Linked DNA regions of Mus musculus: region 1 is linked to region 2. Evidence: chromatin contacts called from public promoter capture Hi-C data. All regions are on one chromosome and are shown on one strand. Each heading gives the region's core, a stretch centred on a gene start, on an enhancer-like site or on the middle of the called end of the contact. The rest is flanking DNA. Distances are from core to core; before and after follow the strand shown.

The links. Promoter capture Hi-C pulls out the DNA fragments that hold promoters and counts their contacts.
Region 1: a promoter capture Hi-C map of liver shows a contact between it and region 2, with 2.5 times the contacts expected there. The contact joins the enhancer-like site here to the promoter of Rgl3 in region 2. A contact is called at or near these places in 5 of 39 promoter capture datasets (embryonic stem cells, hippocampal neurons, liver and 1 more), 1 of 15 datasets of contacts at CTCF or cohesin (large pre-B cells), 5 of 484 Hi-C or Micro-C datasets (cerebral cortex, embryonic stem cells and pre-B cells), 7 of 115 datasets of contacts at active chromatin or transcription factors (the SCID.adh cell line, acute myeloid leukemia, embryonic stem cells and 1 more) and 3 of 9 other capture datasets (adipose tissue, liver and pancreatic islet).

What each region holds. Positions count from the first base shown.
Region 1 is chr9:22,228,854-22,235,715 of GRCm38.p6, reverse strand. Zfp809 (zinc finger protein 809) reads right to left here. Exons shown (of 5, transcript NM_001164624.1): 2 at 570-696. Among named protein-coding and RNA genes, the nearest start is that of Zfp809, 6.6 kb to the right of the region's middle. Within about 2 kb of position 4,240, at least 12 of the 459 cell types and tissues checked have an H3K27ac peak or open chromatin away from gene starts, as enhancers often do. A contact at or near this core is called in liver, where this site is marked.
Region 2 is chr9:21,986,360-21,992,571 of GRCm38.p6, reverse strand. It overlaps Rgl3 (ral guanine nucleotide dissociation stimulator-like 3), which reads left to right and starts at 3,119. Exons shown (of 19, transcript NM_023622.4): 1 at 3,119-3,207; 2 at 3,613-3,723; 3 at 4,297-4,526; 4 at 4,668-4,721; 5 at 4,859-5,073. The coding sequence starts at 3,175. Ccdc151 (coiled-coil domain containing 151) reads left to right here. Exons shown (of 13, transcript NM_029939.3): 9 at 564-724; 10 at 808-964; 11 at 1,615-1,770; 12 at 2,091-2,175; 13 at 2,328-2,701. The coding sequence ends at 2,446. It overlaps Gm36414 (a long non-coding RNA gene), which reads right to left and starts at 3,076. Exons shown (of 2, transcript XR_379185.4): 1 at 2,933-3,076; 2 at 1,864-1,986.

The DNA.
Region 1 (6,862 bases), core at 2,991-5,490, 240 kb before region 2:
CCCGGCGACTACAGCAACTCTTATAAAGGAAAACATTTAAGTGGGACTGGCTTACAGTTCAGAGGTTTAGTACATTATTGTCATGGCAGGAAGCATGGCACCATGCAGACAGACAGGGTGCTGGAGGAGCTGAGAGTTCTACATCTTGATCCACAGGCAGCAGAAGAGGACTGTGTGCCACATTGGGCATAGCTTGAGCATGTAAGACCTCAAAGCTTGTCCCTGCAGTGACATACTTTCTCCAAGGTCATACCTAATCCAGTGAGGCCATACCTCTTAATAGTGCCACTCCCCATGGGCCAAGCATCCAAATACACTAGTCTATGGGGGCCATTCCTATTCAAACCACCACAGGGACCAAGTTCAGTTCCCAGTATCCATCCCTGGCAGCTGGCAATTGGCTGTTTAGCTCTGTGATTCAGTGATTTCTAGTGTCCTCAGGTGCCCACACATGGTGCTCACACTCAGACACATAGACCTAGCCTCAAATAAGAATACATCTCTAGAGTGAGAGATGATTCCCATACTTGTGAATCAAGGAAAAGTTATTTGCTGAGGCTGGAACTCACCCAGGAACACCAGGCTGCTGTAGGTTTCCAGCATCACATCCCTGTACAGGGTCCTCTGAGCAGCGTCCAGGTCCTGCCACTCCTCCAAGGTGAAGTCCACGGCTACATCCTCAAAGGACACCAACCCCTGGAATGACGTTTCTCTTCAGCTTAAGGGGCACAAAATGGGAGTCCACTCCTCCTACCCCAACCTGTGTGTGTGTGTGTGTGTGTGTGTGTGTGTGTGTGTGTGTGTGTTACTAGTTTCTTACAGAAAGAACAACTTGACTGTAGTCTATATCATGGAAAAAAGAAAAATCAATACAAGCATCTTTATCTCTCTCAACAAAGTGATTCAAGTAAACATGACGAAAGTTTTCTAATGCCAGCAAACACAAAACTCATAGGACACATGCGTGTGTAAAGTAGGTGTTATTAAGAGCAAAGGGAAAGAATACATAAACATAACTATACAAAAATAACAATCTCCAAAAAAAATGCAAAGCCTGAGGCTGGTGTCACCACACTATGTTACCGTATCTGCCTAGCAGGAGCAGAGCTCTGAGCTCAGTTCTCAGGACCTACCACAGAACAAGTCTAACAAGCTAGTTAGGGTTACTTAGTTAGGGTTACTATTGCTGTGATGAAGCACCATGACCAAAGCACCTTGGGGAGGGAAGGATTTATTTCACCCACAGTGCCATATAACAGTTCATCATCAAAAGTAGTGAGGACGGGAACTCAAGCAGGGCAGAACCTGGAGGCAGGAGCTGTACAGAGTCTATGGGGTGGTACAGCTGACTGGCTTGCTTGGCCTGCTTTCTTAGAACCCAGAACCACCAGTCTAGAGATGGCCCCTCCCACAACGGGCTGGACCCTCCCCCATCAATCACTAATTAAAAAATTGTCCTACATATTTGCTGACACCTCCACCTTAATTAAGCATTTTCTTAATTGAGATTCCTTCCTCTTAAATGACTTTAGCTTGTGTCAAGTTGATATCCAGCACAAAGTCGCAGCACCATGTGGGGTCCCACAACTGATAGTACAGGTCAAAAAACTGAAAAAACTAAAAGCTTTTGGAACATGCAACCAAAGATTAATCCAAAATCAAATGGGTACTGAATCCAACAGTACAGGGCACAACTTAGCACTTCTGGGTGACTTCACTGTAGCATCTGTTAATGATGGAGTCTGCCAAAAGACCCTCACTCACAAAGACCACAAAAGCCAACATCACTGCAAACCACAAGAGGATTTTTTTTTTTTGATCCAACCCATTGGGGACCCTCCTCTCAGCATGAAGGCAAGAGGAGAGACCCCAGACAAACAAAGAACACACTTTTTATACCTTGTAAGGGGAAGATTTGGGCAACAAGGCTAGCTGGCTTATTTTAACTGGCGTAGCAAGTAACCTTTTCAGGCATTGGCTGGTTTGCATAGGGACTTTGGCCTAGTCCCTCACTCTGCCTGCCCTTATGGGTTTTTTTGTTTGTTTGTTTTGTTTTGTTTTTTTTCAGCATTGTTTAGTCAGTGTATTAGTCAGGGTTCTCTAGAGTCACAGAACTTATGGATAATCTCTAAATAGTAAAGGAATTTATTGATGACTTACAGTCGGCAGCCGAATTCCCAACAATTGTTCAGTCTGTGAATGGAAGTCCAAGGATCTAGCAGTTACTCAGTCTCACGCAGCAAGCAGGCAAAGGAGCAAGAGCAAGAGCTAGAGCTAGACTCCCTTCTTCCAATGTCCTTATATTGTCTCCAGCAGAAGGTGTAGCCCAGATTAAAGGTGTGTTCCACCACACCTTTAATCCCAGATGAAAGGCATAGCCCAGATTAAAGGTGTGTTCCTTAAACTCGGAGATTCAATCTTCTGGAATCCATAGCCACTATGGCTCAAGATCTTCAAACCAAGATCCAGATAAGGATCTCCAAGCCTCCAGATAAGGGTCACTGGTGAGCCTTCCAATTCCGGATTGTAGTTCATTCCAAATATTGTCAAGTTGACAACCAGGAATAGCCACTACAATCCACCCCTTGTCAACTTGACACAAATAATATCTCGTGTTCACATGAAACAATAACAAGGTTGTAAATACGCCTAACCAGGAATAGCCACTACAGTCAGCCAGCTTCCTTATCTGGCTCTGTACTTAGCCTGCTAGTATAGTTGGGAACGTCCCTTCAGAGGGGGAAGGGGCTGAGTGGTCTTGAATTTATTTTGGATTCTACTTTCAGAATATGCAACATGCATGCTTTGCATAGTACATGCCATCACACCACCAATGCATGTCACCTGTAAGACCCTGGTTCAGATTTAAGTATGTTATAAACTGCAGTTCTTGTTCCTTACATAGTTATCTGCTCTTCTGAATCACAGCTTTTTGGGTTAGGGGTTTTTTTGGTAGAAAACAAACACATTTCACACTATCCTACCGTCACCCCTTGCCATTTATTCCTGCACTGTAATACGTCAGATGCATCAGCAATCCGTCTCACTAGTATGCAAAGTTGTTTGCACCTTTAAAAAATATCAATGCTAGATATATGCCAAAACATTATTTTAAAATAAAGTTCTTATTATCAGCAAATGTTTCATATGCACATCTATTTTGTACAGATGAATATCTAAGGACATAAAGATATTTCCTGGTGGAAAAATGGGGTCTCAAGTATAAAGCATTTCAGAATCCCTGACTTTACTTCCACACAAAGGTAACAAGGTTAATAACCATTTACACATGTATCAAGTCCCCTCAAAAGCAAAAATGAATTGACAGATTACACTGACCACTGGGAAAATACGCACACCAATCTCTAGCACAGACAACATGCCAGAGTCCTGGAAAATGAGTCTAGTCACCTAACATCACCCCAGGAAAGGAAGACTAGGTACATATAGCTAGAACCCTACTGTCCAGTGCATAGGAATCTACAGTAACCTATCTAGATCCAGAGCAAACTCTCAGTTCTATATGCTAATGGAAAAGAATCCACTCGTTTCCTGGTCAATCCTGAAAATTTGACCTCAAAGGTCCCATTTCTCTCTAGTAGGGCATTTTGTTAACTGCTGCTGCTGACAGTCGGTCGAGCTTTCCTCTAACCTGCTCCAGGGAGCTAACAGGGCAGGAATCATTAGACCTCCGGCAGCCTGATGAAAGTGCACTGCACAGACAGACCCAGACCCTCCAGTTCCCATCAGGAGTCTGTCCAGATACTTACTGCCATATCTCTAACAGTTGGCTTGTGGGAATACAGGCTAAAATTCAGAAAGCTCTGGGAACAAAGGGACCTGGACACATGAATATCTCTTTCAAGCTATAAAGATGCACAGCTCTAGGGAGAACTAACTACCATTACTTAAACAGACATGATATGAAACTGCCGCTGCCAACATCCCCTATAACCTGAAGATGCTTTGTTCTGCAGCAGGCAGTGGTTGATGCAGGGACTTCCAGCTGGTCAAGGTGTACAGAACAAGGCACTGGACAACTGAGCCTCGAATGGCGCACCTCTACCACATTCCCTATGCCCAAGGCTCGGGGTCATCTTGGGAGAAGGGGAAGAAAGTCTAGGAGGCAGGTGCTAAGGAGGACTGCTCTGAAACACTGCTTTCCCCACCTGTCAGGGACACTGAACTCATGAACTCACAGAAGCTATGACTACAGGCTCAAGATTAAGTCAGGTGAAATTCCAACGTGCCTGGGCTGAGAGGCTCCGAGGCAAGGAGAGTAAAGTTTGCCGTGGCTGTAGCCCAGGCTGCCCGCATTCAGCAAAGACCGTAGACCCTTCTCATGCTGGCAGTGCTAAGTAGTGTAAAGGTTTGTTTTTGTTTTAAATTACATTAGTTGGGGGAAAATTTTTTGGTTTGGTGGGCATGGAAGGAGCTAGAGAAAGGATCTGAACAAAACACATCATATATCACAGGAACTTCTCAAGAGAGTTTTTAAAAGAAGATAAATGCTTAACTATTATAAATTTAGTAATTAGATGTGGTCTATGTGCAGGCTTTGATGGCCTCTTTACTCTGAGACACTATCCTGATGAGAAGCAGGTGCTTTTTGGCAAAGACTTTGTATGATAAAATAGTTTTGTACTGAAGTAAAGGATTGTGAAAAGGAGATCAGAAAAAAAAAAACAAAAAAACAAAAAAACAAAAAAACCAGAAAATTCATGTCACAATGAGACTTATACAAACTAACTTAAGGGACATTGCTAAAAATACATAAAGCTTTCAAAGAGCAAAGACAATATGTTTTCTTAAAAAAAATTTTTTTTTGCAGTTTCTACTAAGTTTGTCAAGATTTTAAATACAGGGTTGGAGAGATAGCTCAGTCTCTCCTAAAGTCCTAAATTCAATTCCTGGCACCCACATGGTGGCTTCTATAATGGGATTTGATGCCCTCTTCTGGCATACAGATGTACATGCAGGTAGAGCACTCATACATAAAAAAATTAGATGAGCATAATGGTACATGCCTTTAAAAAAAATGGGGCTGGTAAACTGGCTCAGCAGTTAAGAAGAGCACTGGCTGCTCTTCCAGAGGTCCTGAGGTCAAGTCCCAGCAACCACATGGTGGCTTACTACCATCTATAAGGGGATTTGATGCCCTCTTCTGGCCTGTGCATCAGAGCACTCATACATTAAATAGATAAAATTACAAATATATATATTTCAATTACAAAAAGTCTTACTGTGAGTCAAGTTTTTAGTGTTACAGAACAGCAGTGTTTCAAACCACAGTTTGTCCTTCAAATCTGTTGTAACTACACTATGGGCATTTAACAGTTATATTGGAATCTAAGACCAGTAAGACAAGGGGTTGAGATGACAATCAATATTTTAGCTAGGTCACAGGAGACCAGAGGATAAACACTTCTTACCAAGACCTTGACCCATCCCGCAGATCACACAACTGATTGAAAGGAGCAAAGGAGGCTAAGGTTCTCCAAACAACCTGCTCAAAGAAACCCTCAAGGAGCCCCGTCTACCCATAACAGGGTCTAATGTGTGGCTATCTACAAGGTCTTAAACACCCAGGAGAAAAGGCTAATCCCAAATAGTATTACAAAATGAAATCCATCAACTCCCAATCATCCTTGCCGAATTCTGCTGAGTCCTGGTATCTACAGTCCCTACAAAGAGAGTCATTCAAGTAACTAGCTCCAGCCAACTTAAAAACCTTATCTGACCCTGAAAGCCCTCAACTCAATAGATCTCAGAGAAAACTAAACACTGGCTTTTTCTTCCTTGTAAACGCCAGGCTTTATTGGACAATCTGGCCAAAGTTTGAATGCAGCGTCCGTGCTGCCAGCACCCATTTTCAACAATTTAACTATGCTAGTCAGTGGGAAAATATAGATAAAATGGACCAAAAAAAAAAAAAGCTTGGGCTGACTGTGGCTGTGAAGGGCTTTTGCCAGCCTTACACCCCCCATCCCCACCCCCCACCCCCCACAGGTTCCCTTTTCTGCCGGGGGGGAGGGGGGGAAGGGGGTCAAGGCTAGGCAAAGTTCGGTTCTCCAACCACAGTTCTTGGGAGGAGCAGGAACATTCTTGAGAAAATGTACTGATAGTCACCTGACCCTCTGCAAAGTCCCAGATAGAGTTCAAATGCGTGCCATGATCTGCCCATGCTTGCTAGCCAATAGATTTAAAAGTCAATATGCTTAGCCAATAAGTTTAAACTGTAACCTTGCTGATGTAACCTGTGCCCCCTAAAAACTATAAAAACTGTGTAATAGCCATTCGGGGGTCACCTAGTCACTTGTCTTGAGGGTCTAATTGAAGGTTGATCCTGATGTGCCGGAAAATAGGCCTCTTGCTTTTGCATCGATCTGTGTCTCAGTGTCTCACTCGGGGGCATCTCGAAGTATCACTAGTGGATCGAGGGTTGGGGTCTTACAGCCAAGCTAGAAAAGGTATTTGCCACCAAGACTGATGTCCACCACATGCACACTATAGCATACCCCCTTATAAATAAATGCAATAAAGCAAAATGTCAAAAATGAAAAGCAAGGTATGTGTGCATTCCTGCAATCCTGCTCAGAGGTAGAAACAGGTGGTCTCTGTGGGTTATAGGCTGGCCTAGTTTACATATTAAGTTCCAGGTTAGCCAGAACTACATACTAAAACCCTGCCTTAAAAAAAAAGCAACTCGGGGCTGGCGAGATGGCTCAGCAGTTAAGAGCACTGACTGCTCTTCCACAGGTCCTGAGTTCAAATCCCAGCAACCACATGGTGGCTCACAACCATCCGTAATGACATCTGATGCCCTCTGGTGTGTCTAAAGACAGCTACAGTGTACTTACAT
Region 2 (6,212 bases), core at 1,870-4,369:
CCCCCTGCCCCCAACCCACCCCAGTCAGTTTCTCCAGTTTAGGTTCTCTGCTGCTCCTCAAAGGGGTTAATCACCAGGAGGGCCAGGACTCTGACCTTTGTGATCAGCTGTCCAAGGTCCCTTTGCAGAAATGGGTCTAGAGCCGGTGAGATGGCTTGATGGGTAAACATGATTGCCCAAGCCTGGCAACCTGAGTGCCATCCCTGGGCCCCAAGCTGGAAAGTGAGCGCTTTCTGAAATCCACATGTGCACCTTGGCACATGCATATGCAAACGGCTGGGAGGGCTGATGGAGCTCTAGAGACACAATGTCTTTGCCCGATCTGAACTTGCTGGCACAGTCATTTTTGAATAGAGAATATTCACTGCTGTGCTGCCTTCCGCATGCAGATTTTAGCTGACTCAAATATAGGTGGGAAAGGGCATGGGGCAAAGTGCAGCCTTGGAGTAGTCGGGAGACTGACCCACACTATCCTCATACATTGTTGTGTGACAGAGAGAGGACCATAGTGTCCTCGGGGCCTCCCTTGTTCCAGGCTCTGACCAGGGATGTGTGGTCCGCAGGCGGTAGTGCGCAGGTTCCTGGCCCAGGATGAGACCTTCACACAGTTGGAGAATCTCAAGAAGGACAATGAACTGGCGTTGGCGAAGTTGAAGGAGGAGAAGCAGCGGCTCCAGAGGGAGCTGGAGAACCTCAAGTACTCGGGGGATGCTACGCTGGTGAGGTGAGGCTTCGGTGGCTGAGGGGAGGCTACGGGGACGCTGGAGTCAGCCATTGGCAGCTGCTGAACCTCCTGGCTCCCGGCAGCCAGCGGAGGCTCCACGAAGAGATGCAAAAGACATTCAAGAAGGAGGAGCAGCGTCACAATGATGTCCACGAGAGACTGGAGCACACCTCGCGAATCCTCCAGTTGGTCAAAGATTGCTTGGAGCATTTGGCCAACAAACTGAGTCACGTAAAACTGGTAGGCCCCGCCCTTTTAAATAACCCCCATTGATGCTCCGCCCCGGGGAGGCCCCACCCCAAGGAGCTCCACCCCAATGGACACTGTCCCTGGGAGGCCCCACTGCAGAACCTCTTCCACATTGAAAGCCCTAATCCATGCCTGGCAGCCCTGCCCATGTCCTCCCAGAGCGTCAGCGCAGTTGGCATAAAGATGCCACACAAGCCATAGGCTCCCAGCCCTGTCTCCTGCCCAGAATGCAAAGTTCCACACCATGCATCGCTGTCTTGGTCCTACATTCCGGGGGAAGTCCTCTTTTGCTCAGTCTCAAACTCTGACTCTAATGGGCAACCATCAGCCCAACTCAGGTGTCCCATGTCTATGGGGCGGTGCGGCCCTGGGTGAAGAAGGTCCCACTTTGTCCACAAGAGCTCCATTTCTTCAGAAAACCACCCTCACACTGGCCTAGGTCGTGTCATTAATCTCAAAGAGACCTCCATGTAGCTCAGATTCAAAGATTCCACCCTCAAGGCTAGGTTTTCATTTTAGAGGCCCTGCCCAGTAGTGGTAGACACGCACCTCAAAGCTATGAAAGCCCACTTGTTGGGTGAATCGTGTCCCCACCTAGGTGCACGGTATCTCTCAGCTAACTTGGCCCGTCCCCACCACAGGATGATACGGTATTGGCAGGAAAGAAGTTAGACCGGGACTCAGAGGACTACGCTTACAATCTGCTGGTAGTTGTCCAGGAAAAGCTGCTGAAACTGCAGGACCAACTGGAGAGCCAGGACGTGCCTGAGTTGCTGCGACACATAGCAGACCGAGAGGTTCACACACATCCTCCGCGGCCAGTGGGGACCAAGGCAGGGGGTGGGGGTGGGGGTGGGGGAGGGAGGGTCGAAAATCAGAGAGCAGACTGACATAGGAAACAGGTGCTGAATGGGCGTGAGCTTCATAACCAGAGTAGCGAAGCCTGGACTGGGTGGATCTCAGGTGGCAGGGCCTCCGAAACCAGGCAGCGAAGGGTGGGCAGTGATCTCCACCTAGAATCCGGTAGAAACTCAATGTAAGGTGCACGGAGGTGGAACAGAGCCTCACTGCCATCCCACATCTCTCTCCGGCCTCCCCCTACCCCCCCCCCCCGCAGTTCCTGGCCACGCTAGAAGGAAAGCTGCCCCTATACAACACCCGCATCCTTCTGCCCGTCGCCAGTGTCAAGGACAAGTTCTTTGGTCAGTGTGGGCCAAAGGGGGATGAATGGGAGGGGCGCGAGGTGGCCTTAAGTCAAGGCCAAGGAGGAGGTGCATGGTGTGGCGAAGGCTGGGAAGGGAAAAAGAAACGGTCCCTCACCCTCCCCATCACCCACCCCTGCCTCTCTCTGTAGATGAAGAGGAGAGTGAGGATGATGACCGTGATGTGGTGACCCGCGCTGCCTTCAAGCTCCGTTCCCAGAAGTTAATCGAAGCCCGCAGCAAGAAGCGCAATAGGTTGCGCAGATCTTAGACTCGCAGTCAAGTCCTATCGGATGCCTCCGGGACTCTAGGGAGCCCTCCGACCCTCTGGGTCCACCTACGGGTGGTGTGTGTCTGGGAGCCCCGGAGGCTCCTTCAAGGGCTTGGAGGAAGCTCAAGCAGGGAGCACCGCAGGCCAGCAGCGCCCGGAGGAGAGAAAAGGCCGAGCCAGAAGTTCCCACAGTAAATCTCTCGAGGCGGGTTGGTGCCCGCCTCGGAATCGCGCAATAAAGGTCACTGAACAACCCCCTGGGTATTCACCTCTTTTTGACCCTGCACCGCCCCCAAAAGGCTGCCCCCACAAAATGCAGGGCCACAGACACTTCGCGGCTTCTAGCCTGAGATGGCATGGCTTCCATCACCTATGGTACAGATTCAGTGTGCCCTCCTTCTCCTCCAGACATAGGAGACACCCTCGACACCTGGGATTGATCAACCCCAACCTAGTATAAAGCACTTCCCTCCCAGGGACACAGACCTGTTGTCGTGTCCCCTGCACCCATATGTCTGAGTGACAGATTGACCCGCACTTCTGGGAAGGAACGGGACTTCTAGGCTAGCCTGGGTGCGGGGATGGGGTCCGGCTGGGGACCTCTGGAATTGTGGGACCGCCTTGCCCAGCCCCGCCCCACGACTGGACGCTCGGCTGCCCCGCCCCACTGCCCGCTGGCCCTTCCGCTTCACTCAGCGGCGCCAGGGAGCAGGACGGGCACCGGGGCCATGGAGAGGACAGCGGGCAAAGAGCTGGCCCTGGTAAGAGGAAGCTGGGGATCCTCGGACCCCACGTCCCTAGTGTACCCCCAGATTCAGAAACTCCAGGCGACCGCCCCTCGTTTTCTAATCTTTCTGCAAAATGGATGTGCCTTGGAGTCCCCATTTGGGGATTCAGAGTTCCTGACCCCGTGAAGCGGCTAGTTTGGGGGATGGGGACGGGGGTCTGAGGAATCTCAGGAGGAGGTGACAGATTCTTTGTGACATTGGACTCTGGGATATCCCCAAATGATACTCCATCCACTCAAGACCTGGGAGAAGGGTATCCGTGGCGAAGACCTGGGATCCCACCCCGAGTCTTGAATACTCTGTTCGGGAAAGTGGGCCAAACATAAAGGCAGGGGGCTGAAGCCGGAGGGACTTCCCTGAGCCCGCCTCCACATCCAGGCGCCGCTGCAGGACTGGGGCGAGGAGACCGAGGATGGCGCCGTGTACAGCGTCTCCCTGCGGCGGCAGCGCAGCCAGCGCTCGACCCCAGAGAGGTCTGGAGAAGGCCAGGTGAGGAAGGGACTGAGGCGAGCAAGTGAGGGCGGACTCAGCTCAGGGGCCTGGGAGTTGGGAGGAGAGGGGGAAGCTGGAGAGCTGAGGGTGAGCCTCCCTAGAACTACGGGGCCAGGAGGAAGGGCGGAGCTAAGAGGCGACCAGGTGTGTGGAAAGGGCCTGGGGGCGGCCAGGTGACTTGGTTTGAATCCAGGAAACGGGGTGGGGCCAGGTGATAGCGCTCCCCCCAAAGGCGAAACTGACCGGCAGGGTGCAGGAAAGCAGAACGGAGGAGCGGCCAGGTGGTGATGGGTGGGACTCAGGCTTGGCCAGTGAAGCTTGGCTGCAAAACTGCCTGAAGCCTGGGGTGGCGGGGTGAGGAGGGCACAGAGGGAAGTGCTAGAGTAGTGGGGTGTCCTGCGGGGTTGATGTGAGCATTGCATGATTGGTGTATATTTAGGGAGTCTCGGAGTTTCAGAAAAGGACACAGTCACACCCCCCCAAAAAAAGTGCCAGAGATGGGTATAATTGGAAACAAGGTGCTTGGAACGCTCCTCACCTTATTTCATTCACTGCCCCACTCCCCCGCAGACCCCCATCCCGGCTACCGACACCTTCCTTCATTACCGAACCAGCAAGGTGCGGGCGCTGAGGGCCGCCCGACTGGAGCGGCTGGTGCATGAGTTGGTGTCCGGAGACCGCGAGCAGGATCCTGGCTTCGTGCCTGCCTTCCTGGCCACCCACCGGGCCTTTGTACCCACAGCCCGCGTTTTGGGTTTTCTGCTACCCCCGCCACCGCCGCCGCCACCACCTCCTGCTGGGTCAGTCATTTTCAGGAGACCCGCATGTCCCCATCCCCAGAACCCCATCTACCTGCGCACACACACATACACCTCAAATTTAGAACCGAGGTCCTAACGCCCTATAGCTCTGTTCCCATCTGATAGAGGCTTTCTTCCCAGGGTAGACAGCAAGAGGACAGAGGGACAAGATCTGAACTTCAGCAAGAACCTGAGGTCGGTTTCCATTCCCGTCCACACCCTCGACCCAAGGGAGCGTGGGGGAGGGATCTCAAGGTCGGGTCTGACGACTGCAAGGTTGGGAACGTTTAGATCCTTGGACTCAATTTTGAGCCACACACCCCTCTGTTCAGGGCTGTAGTTTCGGTGCTGGGTTCTTGGCTGCGAAATCATCCTCAGGACTTCCGGGATCCCCCTGATCATCAGAACCTAGGCAATGTCCGAATCTTTTTGGGCTGGGCAGCCCCAGGAGGGGCAGAAGCCAGGGAAGCAGAGAAACTTCTAGAAGATTTCTTGAAGGAGGCTAAGGGAGAGCAGACAGAGGAGGAAAAGCGACTGGCTTGGTCAGGTAAGGGACAGTCAATTCAGGTGACATTCTGAGAGAATACCACCTGCCCAGCTCCAAATGACAGACCCCGAATACATTTTATTTATTTATTTTGGTGCTTGGGAATAAACTCAGACTTTTGTGCAAACGTTATACCCCTGAGCCACACCCCCCAGCTCTTGGACAAAACTCTCTTCCCTCCCTCCCTCCCTCCCTCCCTCCCTCCCTCCCTCCCTCCCTCCCTCTCTCCCTCCCTTCCTCCCTTCCTCCCTCCCTCCCTCCTTCCTTCTCCTTCCTTCCTTCCTTCCTTCCTTCCTTCCTTCCTTCCTTCCTTCCTTCCTTCCTTCCTTCCTGTGGTCTATGCATGTGTTCATGTGTGTGGGTGTACATGCACATGTGTGCACATGAATGTGGAAGGCAGAGACAATACTAGGTGTCTTCCTCTATTGCTGTCTCTTAGGATTGGAGACAAGGTTTCTTCTTGAACCCGGAACTCACCCATTTGGCTAGACTGCCTGGCTATTGAGCCCCAAGGGCCTCTTGCCCAGGGTTTGGCTTGCAGTCAACTGTTCCTGGGTGCTGAGGATCTGAACTCAGGTCCTCACACTTTCATGGGCAAACATGTAACCACTGAGCTATTTCTCTAGCCGCGTGGGCAAGGCCTTTAATTTTAAACTAAATAACCTTGTTTTCTCCACCTGATCACACATTTAGCAGTTGCCTAGTGTCCTCCTGCATGCAGAGATCCTCTGTCCTCTGATTTGGGATGTCACTTAGTGGCTGAGTGCTTACCCAGCCTAGAACAGTAACCTGGGTTCAAATCCCAGGCCTACCGTTATGTGGCCTCTGTTAGGTCTCTTCCCCTCTCTGAGACCAGCTCCCTTAAGTGGGAGTGATCATGTACCTGCCTCGTGGAGTCTCCACTTAACAAATGTTGAACCACTAGCTCTGGCCTCGAAACAGTGGACTTGGGTTCCCACCCTCCTGGGAAGGACATCTAACAAAATCAGTAAGCAGTAAGGGCTGGCCAAATGTCTTGGTGTTTTGTTGAATTTGTATTTATTGTCATTGTGTGTGTGACCCAGGCATATGGATTCTTGCAAGCCACAGAAGGTATAATCCCTTGGAATCTGTTCTCTCCTACCTTTCTATGGGTTCTG